3 separate regions of the Sus scrofa genome follow, and all the other regions are linked to region 1. A link is a contact called in public Hi-C and HiChIP or PLAC-seq data. All regions are on one chromosome and are shown on one strand. Each heading gives the region's core, a stretch centred on a gene start, on an enhancer-like site or on the middle of the called end of the contact. The rest is flanking DNA. Distances are from core to core; before and after follow the strand shown.

Evidence for each region. Hi-C and Micro-C count contacts between places; a contact is called where the count stands out from the background. HiChIP or PLAC-seq counts read pairs in DNA pulled down with a chosen protein or histone mark.
Region 2: a contact with region 1 is called in an H3K27ac HiChIP or PLAC-seq map of alveolar macrophages. The contact joins the promoter of GPBP1 here to the promoter of SLC38A9 in region 1. A contact is called at or near these places in 1 of 47 Hi-C or Micro-C datasets (heart right ventricle) and 1 of 2 datasets of contacts at active chromatin or transcription factors (alveolar macrophages).
Region 3: a contact with region 1 is called in a Hi-C map of skeletal muscle, with 8 times the contacts expected there. The contact joins the promoter of SETD9 here to the promoter of SLC38A9 in region 1. A contact is called at or near these places in 1 of 47 Hi-C or Micro-C datasets (skeletal muscle) and 1 of 2 datasets of contacts at active chromatin or transcription factors (skeletal muscle).

What each region holds. Positions count from the first base shown.
Region 1 is chr16:34,856,871-34,860,457 of Sscrofa11.1, forward strand. It overlaps SLC38A9 (sodium-coupled neutral amino acid transporter 9), which reads right to left and starts at 1,918. Exons shown (of 16, transcript XR_002339779.1): 1 at 1,773-1,918. It overlaps LOC102165748 (a long non-coding RNA gene), which reads left to right and starts at 1,606. Exons shown (of 3, transcript XR_308406.3): 1 at 1,606-1,741.
Region 2 is chr16:36,215,446-36,219,032 of Sscrofa11.1, forward strand. It overlaps GPBP1 (vasculin), which reads left to right and starts at 1,790. Exons shown (of 13, transcript XM_005672465.3): 1 at 1,790-2,189; 2 at 3,400-3,587.
Region 3 is chr16:35,977,197-35,980,783 of Sscrofa11.1, forward strand. SETD9 (SET domain-containing protein 9) reads left to right here and starts at 1,764. Exons shown (of 6, transcript XM_003133974.4): 1 at 1,764-3,170. The coding sequence starts at 3,073.

The DNA.
Region 1 (3,587 bases), core at 668-3,167:
TAAAACTACACAAAGAGTTAAATACATTTGGCAGTAGGTCAGATTTGGTCATAGTTTACCCACCTCTGTAGTATGCTAGTATTAAAGCAAATGGAACCATCATCATTACAAAGGCAACCTGCAACCTGGTGAAAGCAGTTATGTATGTTCTGTATGTTCTTCTATATAAATCTATAACTTCTATAAAGTCCAGTAACAAATTTATCTAAACCTCTTTCTTATGAATTGCTCCATGGTTAACAGGAGCTACAATGCTGATATTCTGATGCTACAGTTAGAACATCCTCCCAATCTGATCAATACATCCTTCAAAAGGTGTTAAATTTGACAGTGCTGGAGGACAATGTAGTTTAATAGAGAAATCACCAGTCAAAAAAACAATGCAATGGCACTAACGGAGCTCTCCTCCCACATTAGGAACACTAAATGCTCTCAAGTTATGTTTTAGGCAGTAAGAAAGAATACTGGCAAAGGACTGAAATTTGTGTGCTATAAAATGCATGCCTGGTAGAAATTTTTAGCCTCTAAATGATTTTTTTTAAAATTTATGCTCCTATTGCCTTTTTAAAAAAAACTCTGTAAATTACTGTTTTAATTTGTAATTTGGGTATTCCCATTCTTCTAAGCTATTTACTTCTTATTGTAAATATTCAAGGTATTACAAAAATCACAATAAACAGCATATTGTTTTTACGTATGTAATAGATATGCAGCATTTAAAATTGAGAGAAGAAATCTAAGGTAACTGTTCTCACAGCTTCAGCGGGCAAATGGGAAACGGAAGATGAATTTTATTTGCTTCCAGGCAAATGAACTATAAGTGACATCTTAGTATGCTACCAGCCTTTCATCTTAATATGAAGCTTGTAGTTTGTGAGGCAAGCAGATTTTTGTTCAAGTTAAGACAAGAGTTTTTAACAAAAGTTAAAAACCTTTCCCTTGAGGGGCTGCCTGTTATCCTGCATAGGACAGCAGTAAAAGATAACAGGAAGGGGAACAGGTTAGAGTTTGCTAATCTACTGATCTGAGCAATAGATTATGGCATTGCTTGAGAATCATGAAAATTAGGTTTTAGTCAAGTTGGCCATTAACTGGTTGTCTGCTGGTGAGCAAGCCAGGTTCTTCAACTCGGTGGACCTCAGTTTCCTCACCTGGAAAGTGAGAGAATGCACTAGACTAGCTGCTCTCAAAGGCCCCTTTCAGCTCTGTTCTTCTAAGACAGGAAGATGTCAAGCCAGCAGCTACGAGGGCACTGGCTCTCACAATCGAGCCAAAGAAAAGCATGACAAAGACTTACTTGGCCCTCACCATCTGTAGTCCTAGCTCAAGGCACCAAGGGCTTTTCCCTGCATTCCCTTTTCCGGCCCTCTCCTACTCGGGACAGAGAAGGGTCTCCCCACTCCTCCCAATTCTCCTCCTCCCTCCTTCTCTCATCCGGGTGTTCACCTCCTGTAACCCTGTCTTTTCCCAAAGGCTCCAGCAGACTCCGATTCCCACAGTACCTCCAGTTCTCTCAGCCCCCGACCGAGGCCCTGACTTGGTCGCACCCGAGCCCTGTAGGAGCTTGCGCCGCCCCTCCGGAACCATCTCCTCCGGCCCGGGCTTTGGCCTCACAGCTCCCGCAACCGGCCACTGTACCGACGCGTTTCACCAAAGAACTTCCCCAGGTGACAGCCGGCTCCGCCGCAAGCTCAGCTGTTCCCGCTGCTTCCCCTCTGTTCCCTCCGCTCCCTCCCGCAAGGTGAGTTGGCAAGACCCGAAAGGTGCTCTACCTGTGCAGGCCAAGCCATTAATCTCACAGAAAGCGGTAAGAAGGCTGACACCCCTTACCCACTCGTCTAACTTGAGGCAGCCAGGCTTCCCGTTCCCTGAACAGGAAAAGACAACGGCCTAAATCGCGGGGGCCGGCGGGGGATGGAGTTCTAATCCAGCCGCCGCAATCAAACCTCCCGCCGCCAGGGACTACAACTCCCAGGAGGCTCTACGACAGCTAACACGCCTCCCGCCTCAGAGCCCAGCCCTCCGGCTTCGGGAGGCGGGGCTGCCTAGGCGGGCAAACCATGACTGATCTGCAATCTCATGTTTGCACCAGAGGAGGTTGCTGGCCCAAGGCACTTCAGACGTCTGGGAGGGTGCACAGCCTGCAGTTCTTACAGCCCCAGAGGCCCCATAAGAAAGGGCTGACGTGACATTTCTGTCTAGGGTTGACCTCTTATTATCTCTCTTCTCAGGCTTTTCTGTGCTCTGTTCTTTCGTCACATGCTTGAACCCTGCGGACACCAAGGAAGGCTGGCTTGAAAAAAAAATTGTTGGGTTGGCACTTTCCCTCCCTTGTCTAGACGCTTACGTTTTTTTATTTTTGACGTGTTGGCATATTAGTCACTAAGCTAAAAGAGGGACTTATTGGAGGATTTTAGCACCCTCTCCCCATCCCTAATAATTTCTCCCAAAGCCACCCCAAGTAAAAATACAGTATGAATAAAATTAGCGTGCTTGTTATAAAAAGTCTGCTCAAGGTAAGTCTTCTGAAAAACATATGGCAATACCTAAGGTCTTACAAAGGAAGACGATGGCTTTTTTTTTTTTAACAATCAGGAAAAATCGAACAATGCACTGTCATGTGTTAAGAATCTAAAATTAAAGAGCCCAAATTTTAAAAATGGCTAATATTGAGTGCCAAGCATTTTACTTACAATATCTCTTTAAGTCTTTACCATCATTCTAGAAGTGTATATTGTCTCTATTTTACAGTTTTCAGGAAACAGTCCTAGAGCATTTAAATGAGTTACCCAAGGCTGAACAACTATCAAGTGGCAGATGATCTGGAATTCAAATTGAGGTCTTACTCCAAACTTGTGCTCTTAAACACTGCCTCTGTTATTGAGGGTTTGGCAAGGCCTATGATGCGAAGAATATTGCCTTTAAAGCAGATAAATGTTACTTTGCTAATGGTGTCCTTATTAAAAAATTTTGCAACTGCTCTTTAGCCTGTTTTCAAATCAACAGTACATTCTTTTGATAGCTCCAGTGACAACAAAATTTTTTTTATTTCTCTGCTTTTCAGGCTGAGCAAATATTTTTAGGCAAGGCTGAGAAACGCAAAAGTTAGTGGTATGGAATCGTATCAGCAAGAATGGCTGAATAAGGAACTTGAAAACTATCCCTCCATAAAAGCAACAAATAAGCTGGCGAAACCATCAGAATCAACTTTTTTGGTACTCCGGAAACTAATTAATTAAAAAAAAAGTAACAACACTTAAGAAAAAACTGCCGAATTTTGGCAAGAGAGTTCTATGATCATCTCAAGCTTGGCAGAGACCTTGAAGACAGCAGCAAATATCCCTGGTGTAGGTTGCTGGTACCAGAGGGAGCAATATGGATCTTATTCTAAAGGAGTTGTAATTATGTGTTTTGACCTATCTTGTGGTTGCCTGATGGTTTGGTTCTAGGGCTTACCTTTGTTTCACCTACTTTCAAGCCTCCCCAGGGCTGAGGCAGCTTCTGAGACAGTGATTGCCAGAAGGATTTAAAGCAAATGTATTAGCCACTGCCGTCAGGGAAGGGATAACAGTTGGTGCAAGTAATAA
Region 2 (3,587 bases), core at 540-3,039, 1.4 Mb after region 1:
ATGTTCACGGGGGGAAACTCCTGGTTTTCTTTTTTTTTAATCTTTGCTAATCTGCTAGATGAAAGGAAGTATATAGTTGATTTTATTTTCATTTTTTGATTTTTAGTGAGGCACAGCATTTTTTAATGTAAATACTGACACGTACATGACCAGCTTCTTCTGCCTTTTGACTTTTTAATGAGAGTTGGTACAGTTATCTGTTCCTTAAAGATTTGTAAGACCTCTTGTTATATTTATCATGTAAATTAAACATTGTTAGATATTGAGAGCAGCCAGAGATAGATAATTAAATATTAACTTTTCTGTCATATATGTTACAATTGCTTCCCTATATCACTATTTGATTTTCAACTTTGTCTTTTGCCATAAGGAAGGCAAAAATTTGTTTTCAAGTGATCAGTATTTTCTTTAGTTTTTTGAATTGACATCATGCTTAGAAACAGGAGCAGAAGCAGGTCTTGTCCCAATACATGTCACTTCAACGGAAGCAATGTGGAACGGTGGAAAGAACGTAAATTAAGACCCAAACGGACTGAAGTTCAAGTCTGGCACAGCCTAGTTGTGGCTCCCACTTCTATGTTGTGTAACCTGAACCAGATTCCTCATCTGCAAAATGGGGAAAATAACACTCACTTCAGAGACTGATATAAGAAAGTGCTTGGCACAGACAAGGCATCCAGCAAGTGTTCTCATTTCTTTGCACACAGCGAGATATTATTGATTGCCAAGGGTCCATGTCCTTCGCAAAGACGAAAAGATTGAGAAGTGTAATTTTTGGTGAGTTTGTATTCACACATTCTTTCAGGGAGCTTTTAGAGGCAGTCCATTGAACTACAAACCCCATAATGAATATAAAAGAATCATAAAGTTTCCGTGTATGAAGCCTTTGTGGTTTGGAAGAGGGCGAAGAGCCAAGCATTTTTTATTTTCTGGATTTTCCCTCAAGACACCCTCCCCCCACATACTCCTAAACTTCCTCTTGGAAGGCTAATTTCACAGGTTTCAAAATGAGCTTTCAGTTACAAGGCGAAAAGGTATCGCAATCATAAAACGTTGACGCCCACAAACTTCATAGCACAAAATCGTGTAAGCTGTATGGGACCGAGACCTTGCTAAAATAATTCTCCCCTATTGCAGATTTAATAGAAAAACATACGTTAGCATGATTACATCCCGTAGCCATTTTTAATCCTTTGAGAATCTGGGCTTAGCCCCAACGAGAGAGTCTCGTCACCGACCTCCCGCATATATATTATGTCCGACACACTCTCGTATTTGCATTCGATAGTGGATCGGCTGCTTGAGGGCGCCGGAACAGACCAGCGCCAACCCAGCCGGTGCCCGCCTGCGCAGGGCTGTGTACAAGCGAGCATGTGATCTCCCCATCCGCCAGGCCCCAGCTCGGTACCCGACGCGTCTCGCTCAGCCGCTCCTCCGAGCGTGGAGCCCGGAAGAACGCCGCGGCGCGCTCTACTCGAGCCCGTGCAGCCGCCTCCCGAAGCAGCCTTTCCCTTTCGCCTTCCCGGCGGCCCAAGGTCTTAAGCTCCCGGGACGCCCAGGACCGGGGGAAGGGCGGAAGGAGGGGCTCCTTTGGGAGCAACGGGGAATTCCCCCTTCCACCGAACGTTCCCGATTGTTCATAGTCTTCACGTCAGCAGCAGGGGGTAATCCCCGACTCCAGCTGCTCCTGACGTCACCGTGCGGAGCCACCGCCCCCCGCGCGCCCCTGCCTCCGGGACCTCCGTGAAGCCCCGCCCCTAGCCATAACCACGCCCTCTGCACCCTCCCTCAGCCGCTCGACGTAGAGGGCGGAGCTTCTTTGGCCGGGGCGTGAGCGGTTGCTTGGGCCAGAAGGTTCTCTGGTAGAGGCGCTCCTCCTGCTGCCCCGCCCAGTAGGTTCGTTAGCACCGCTTCTTCCATACCCTATTTCCCTCCTCCTTCTCCTCGCCCCGCCTTTCCCCTCCCTTCTCCTCAGCCCCTCCGGTTCCTTCCCCGCCTCGCCACCTTCCACGATCTCGCGAGACTTGGCCCAGAACATTGCGGATCGGGTCGGCGCCATTTTGGGACTGAGACTGGTTGTGGGGGAGGGAAAAGCGGCAAAAGGGGATTATTCAAAGTACCGAAAACCTCCTCCCGGGATCGAGCGCAGCGGCACCCCCAGGCCAGGGGCACCTCTGGTGTGGCAGAAGGTAACACCGTCTTCTGTGGTCCGCGCCGGGGTCTGGGGAGGAGGGGGTGTCTGTGTCGGCGTTGAGGTTTGAGGGGTCGGGAGCGGCGTTGGCGGCGCGAGGTGTGAGGCTGCCCACGGGCGGGGGCGGGGGGTGGCGGGAGAGCAAGGAGAGAGAGGGAAGGACGGTGCTGGGAGGCCCCTCTAGGTATTGACTCGGCCCGGGTGGAGCGGAGGTGGCGGTTGTGGGGAGGGGGTGGGTGGCTTAGCCTTGGCTGCTCAAGGGGGGGGGGTGTTGTTTGGCGGAGGCTGGGAACCGGTCCGACGCCTTCCTCGCTCGGTCTTCCTCCGGCCTCTCGCATGCGCCCGCCTGCTTTTGCACCGCTGCCGCTCTCGGAGGGCTGAGGGAGTCGAGGCCGAGTTGTGGCCTTCGGTGTTTTCTCGGCGCGCCCGCTCTGCCCGCCTCTCCGGGTCCGTGGCACTAGCTGTGGACCGAGTCGAGCGCTCCCTTGCCCCTCGGAGTCCTGTGGGGTCTGAGGGGACCTAGTCTGTTCGTGGGGAGAACCTCTCAATGTGGCTTACGAGAAGGGCTCGGTACCTTCACCTCTTCAGTGTTGGGAGAAACCTGTTTTCTTAATTCAAGGGAATGGGAACCCTCAGATCTCGCTGCTGCCCTTAGAAGCCTGGGTAAGTCTCTCCCCCGGGCGAATTTAAGGAATGTTCTTTCCCCACTTCTCAGCCACTTACCTTTCTACTTAGAGTGGGGAAAATGTGCCTCCTCTTTTAGACATTCTGATTTGGAGGGAGCGTCTTTCTCTTTATATCCCTCATTTGCTAAGTTGCATTTCTTAATGCTCGGTAGCTTTGCACCTTTCTATTCGTTTTCCTTTGGTAGATTTAATAGAAATACAGAGAGTCTTTTATAAGATTGTGTGCCCGTTTCAGTTTATAATATTTACTCAAGTATAAGAAGATTCGCTTATATAATCTCCCTATATTGTATCCGCATTCCCTTCCGGGTTGAAATCAGCTCTTACCCTCCATAATATCGTTTCCCACCTCCCCGCCCCCCCATATTCTGAAGTCCTTTTCGTACAGTAGACTTTTTGGGTGCTTGCTTGGTGTACAAGTGCATTTCTTTCCAGAGGTTGACTGTTTAGGATGGGGTTTAATTTTTAGCTCAGATTTAAAACTCAGTGTGTAATTTAAATTGTTTTTTATAACTTTTACAGGTGGTTGAATTACTCAGATATGAAGATCATCTTCTAGGTTTTTGTGTAAAAGGCCCCGGATATTTCAAGTGGCCATTTTGGAATTACAATGTTTTTGGATAATTTTGCCCCAGAAGTTTATTAAAATTGGCAAGAATCATCTCTGAAGTGAATTGATAGTAGTGAATAATTCTACAAGCTACTTAAAA
Region 3 (3,587 bases), core at 514-3,013, 1.1 Mb after region 1:
CAATCACATTTACAACTGCATCAAAAATAATAAAATTGACAGAGTAAATTTAACCAAGGAGGAGAAAGACTTAAAACTCTAAGTATGCTGAAAACTATAAGATATATTAATGAAATAAATTAGACACAAATAAACTGAAAGCTATTTCATGCTCATGGATTCAAAGAATTCATATTGTTAAATTGTCCATATCACCTAAAGCAATCTACAGATTCAGTGCAATCCCTATCAGAATCCCAAGGGCATTTTTCACAGAAATAGAACAAGCAATCATAAAATGTGTATGGAACCTCAAAAGATCCCAAATAGCCAAAGCAATATTGAGAAAGAATAGCAAAGCAGGAGACAAATTATCCCTGATATCAAACTATATTACAAAGCTACAGTAATCAAAACAAAATGGCATTGGCTTAAAAACAGACACACAGATCAATGGAACAGAACAGAGAGCCCAGAAATAAACCCATGCACATATGGCCAATAAATTTACAACAAAGGAGAGAAGAATACACAATGGGGAAGGCACAGTCTCTTCAATAAGTGACGTAGGGAAGATTGTACTGCCACATGCAAAAGAATGAAATTGGACCACTATCTTTCAGCATACACAAAAATTATCTCAAAATGGATTAAAGACTTTAATGTATGACCTGAAACCATAAAACTCCTAGAAGAAAACACAGGCAGTTAAGCTCCTTAACATCATTCTTGCCTTTGAATTTTCAGACCTGACACCAAAAGAAAAGCCAACAAAAGCAAAAATAAATTAGCTGACATCAAACTAAAGAGCTTCTGCACTGCAAAGGAAACCATCAACAAAATGAAAAGGCAATTACTGAATGGGAGAAAAGATAAGCAAATTATAAATCTGATAAGGGATTAATGTCCAAAATACATAAAGAACCTACACAAATCAATAGCAAAAAAAAAAAAAAAATTGCATTGTGGCAAAGCAGAAACAAATCTGACTAGTATCTATGAGGATGCGGGTTTGATCCCTGGGCTCATTCAGTGGGTTAAGGATCCAGTGTTCCTGTGACCTGTGGTGCAGGTCGCAGATGTGGCTGGGATCCCACGTGACTGTGGCTGTGGCATGGGTAGCAGCTATAGCTCCCATTGGACCCCTAGCCTGAGAACCTCCATATGCTATGGATGTGGCCCTAAAAAGCAAAAAAAAAAAAAAAAAAAAAAAAATTCAATTTTTAAAAAGAACAGATCTGAATAGACATTTTCCAGTGAAGACATCCAAACAGCCAACAGGTGCATGCAAAGATGTTCAATATTACTAATCATCATGGAAATACAAATTAAAACCGCAATGAGATATCATCTCACACCTGTCATAAAGCCTATTATCAAAAAGTCAATAAATAACAAGTGATAGGGACGATGTGGAGAAAAGGGAACCTTTGTGCACTGTTGGTGGGAATGTAAATTGGTGAAATCATTATGGAAAATAGTATGGAGATTCCTCAAAAATTAAAAATAGAACTACAATGTGGCCCAGCAATTCCAATTCTGGGTATGTATCCAAAGGAAACCAAATCAATCTCAAAAAGACATCTGCACCCTCATGTTCCTTACAGCATTACTTACAATAGTCAAGACATGGAAACAACTCAAGTGACCACCAACAGGTGAATATATAAAGATGTGGTACCCGTGTACACACACACAGCCATTAAAAATGAAATCTTGTTGTTTGCAACAAGGATGGACCCTGAAGGCATTATTAAGTGAAATAAATCAGAGGCAAACAAATAGCGCATTATCTCACTTAGATGTGGAATCAAAGGAAAAAAAACAGAAGTAGAACAAAAAAAGAAAGAAAACTCACAGAAACAAAGAAGAGATTAATGGTTGGGGGAGGATGAAAGGGGTGAAAGTCAAAAGGTACAAATTTCTTTTATAAAATAGTCATGGGAATGTAATGTACAGCATGGTGACTTCAGTTAATAATACTCTATTGCACGTTTGAAAGTCATTGAGAGTACATCTTAAAACTTCTCATGACAAGAAAAAAATACTCTAGGTACGGTGACAGACACTAACTAGACTTGTGATTATTTTGCAATATATACAAATATGACATTATGTTACACACTTGAAGCTAATATGTTATATGTCAATTATACCTCAAAAGGTAAATAAATAAGCAAATAAGTAAGATCTGGGCAGACTGGTCCTTTATATTGGATATACATTATAGATGATTAAACCATATGATAAAAATTAAAGATTAAAAAAAAAAGCACTGGAAATACACACAAAACTGCTTTTTTATTTTTGAAGATAAGCATAATACTACAGGTAAGGAGTCAAATGCTTATTTTTGATTCCTTATAAGTTTGGAGATCTTAATGTTACTCTATGAATGCCATTCGTTCACACCCAGGAGGTGAATTGCTCCCATTTAGCAAATCAGGTAAATCTGGAGGATGCCAATCTAGCAAACACGGCACCTGACTGCAGAGCCTCTAGAGTTTGCAAACTTGCCTCTATCTAGAGTGAAACTCGGAGATATATTTTCTCTTTTTATTACTTTTTGAAATAGATTAGTCCTAAGGCTACTTGAACTTGCCTAAATAGTCACTAGATCTGACTTGTTCAATTTAGACTTTAGGCTAGGATCTACGCTCACTCTTAAAAAACAGGAAAGCAGATTTCCAGCCTGAGGAAAACGCATCAACACATTTATGTCCCAATAAACACCTGCTGATGTGAAGATGGTTGAGTTATTCTGGCAGTTTATCTCCACTGGAAATAAGCGTTGTCTAAACTTCTAAAAGTGCGCGTGACTGTAAATACACACGAACGAATGGAGAAATTAAAAGGGAACAAGGGGCTCTCCCACGGCTCTACGCACCTGTTTCAGCAAGCTGGGTCAGTAACGCGGAGGCACCGAGACACAGGCGACAGGAGCCAGAGGTACCCGGGCCACCGAGCCTGGGACTGAGGGCGGAGACCGGGAAGGGGCGGGACGGGGCGGCCTCCGCTCCTCCTCGGAGCGGGGAGGGCCCGAGACCGCGACTCACTCCCCTGCAGTCCCCATCACGCCGCCACGGGACAACCATGCCGGGCCGCCTGTTGCGGGACCTCCAGCAGCGATGGCGCCGTTATAAGTATCGATTCGTACCCTGGATCGCGCTAAACTTAAGCCACAACCCGAGGTGAGAAGGCTGGGCGGCCGGACCAGAAGCCTTTTTCTTCTGCCCAGGGACGCCATTGTGGCCGCTGAAACTTAAAAGAGAGGGCCCGAGGTGGGCGGAGCCTCAAGCAGGCGGAGCCTAAGACGGTCCAGAGGCCCTGAGGCGGGAGGGACCTGAGTGGGCGGGGTCCGAGGAAGGCAGGGCCAGAGGTGGATGAGGCAGAGGGGCCTGGGGTCCTGAAAAGGGCTTGGGGCTTTGGGTGGGCGGGGCCTGAGGCCTATTTCCCGTCGTCCTCTGCGCTGTGCTGTCAGCTAGGTCTTGTTGCCCGCGGGTGGTGGCTTTTTTCGCTGTCCTCAAGGGCTGGGGTACCAGTGTTTGGGCAAAAAATAGAAACTTTAAAAAAGAAAAGTTGTAGGGCGTGAGGGTGTGTGGCCTTTT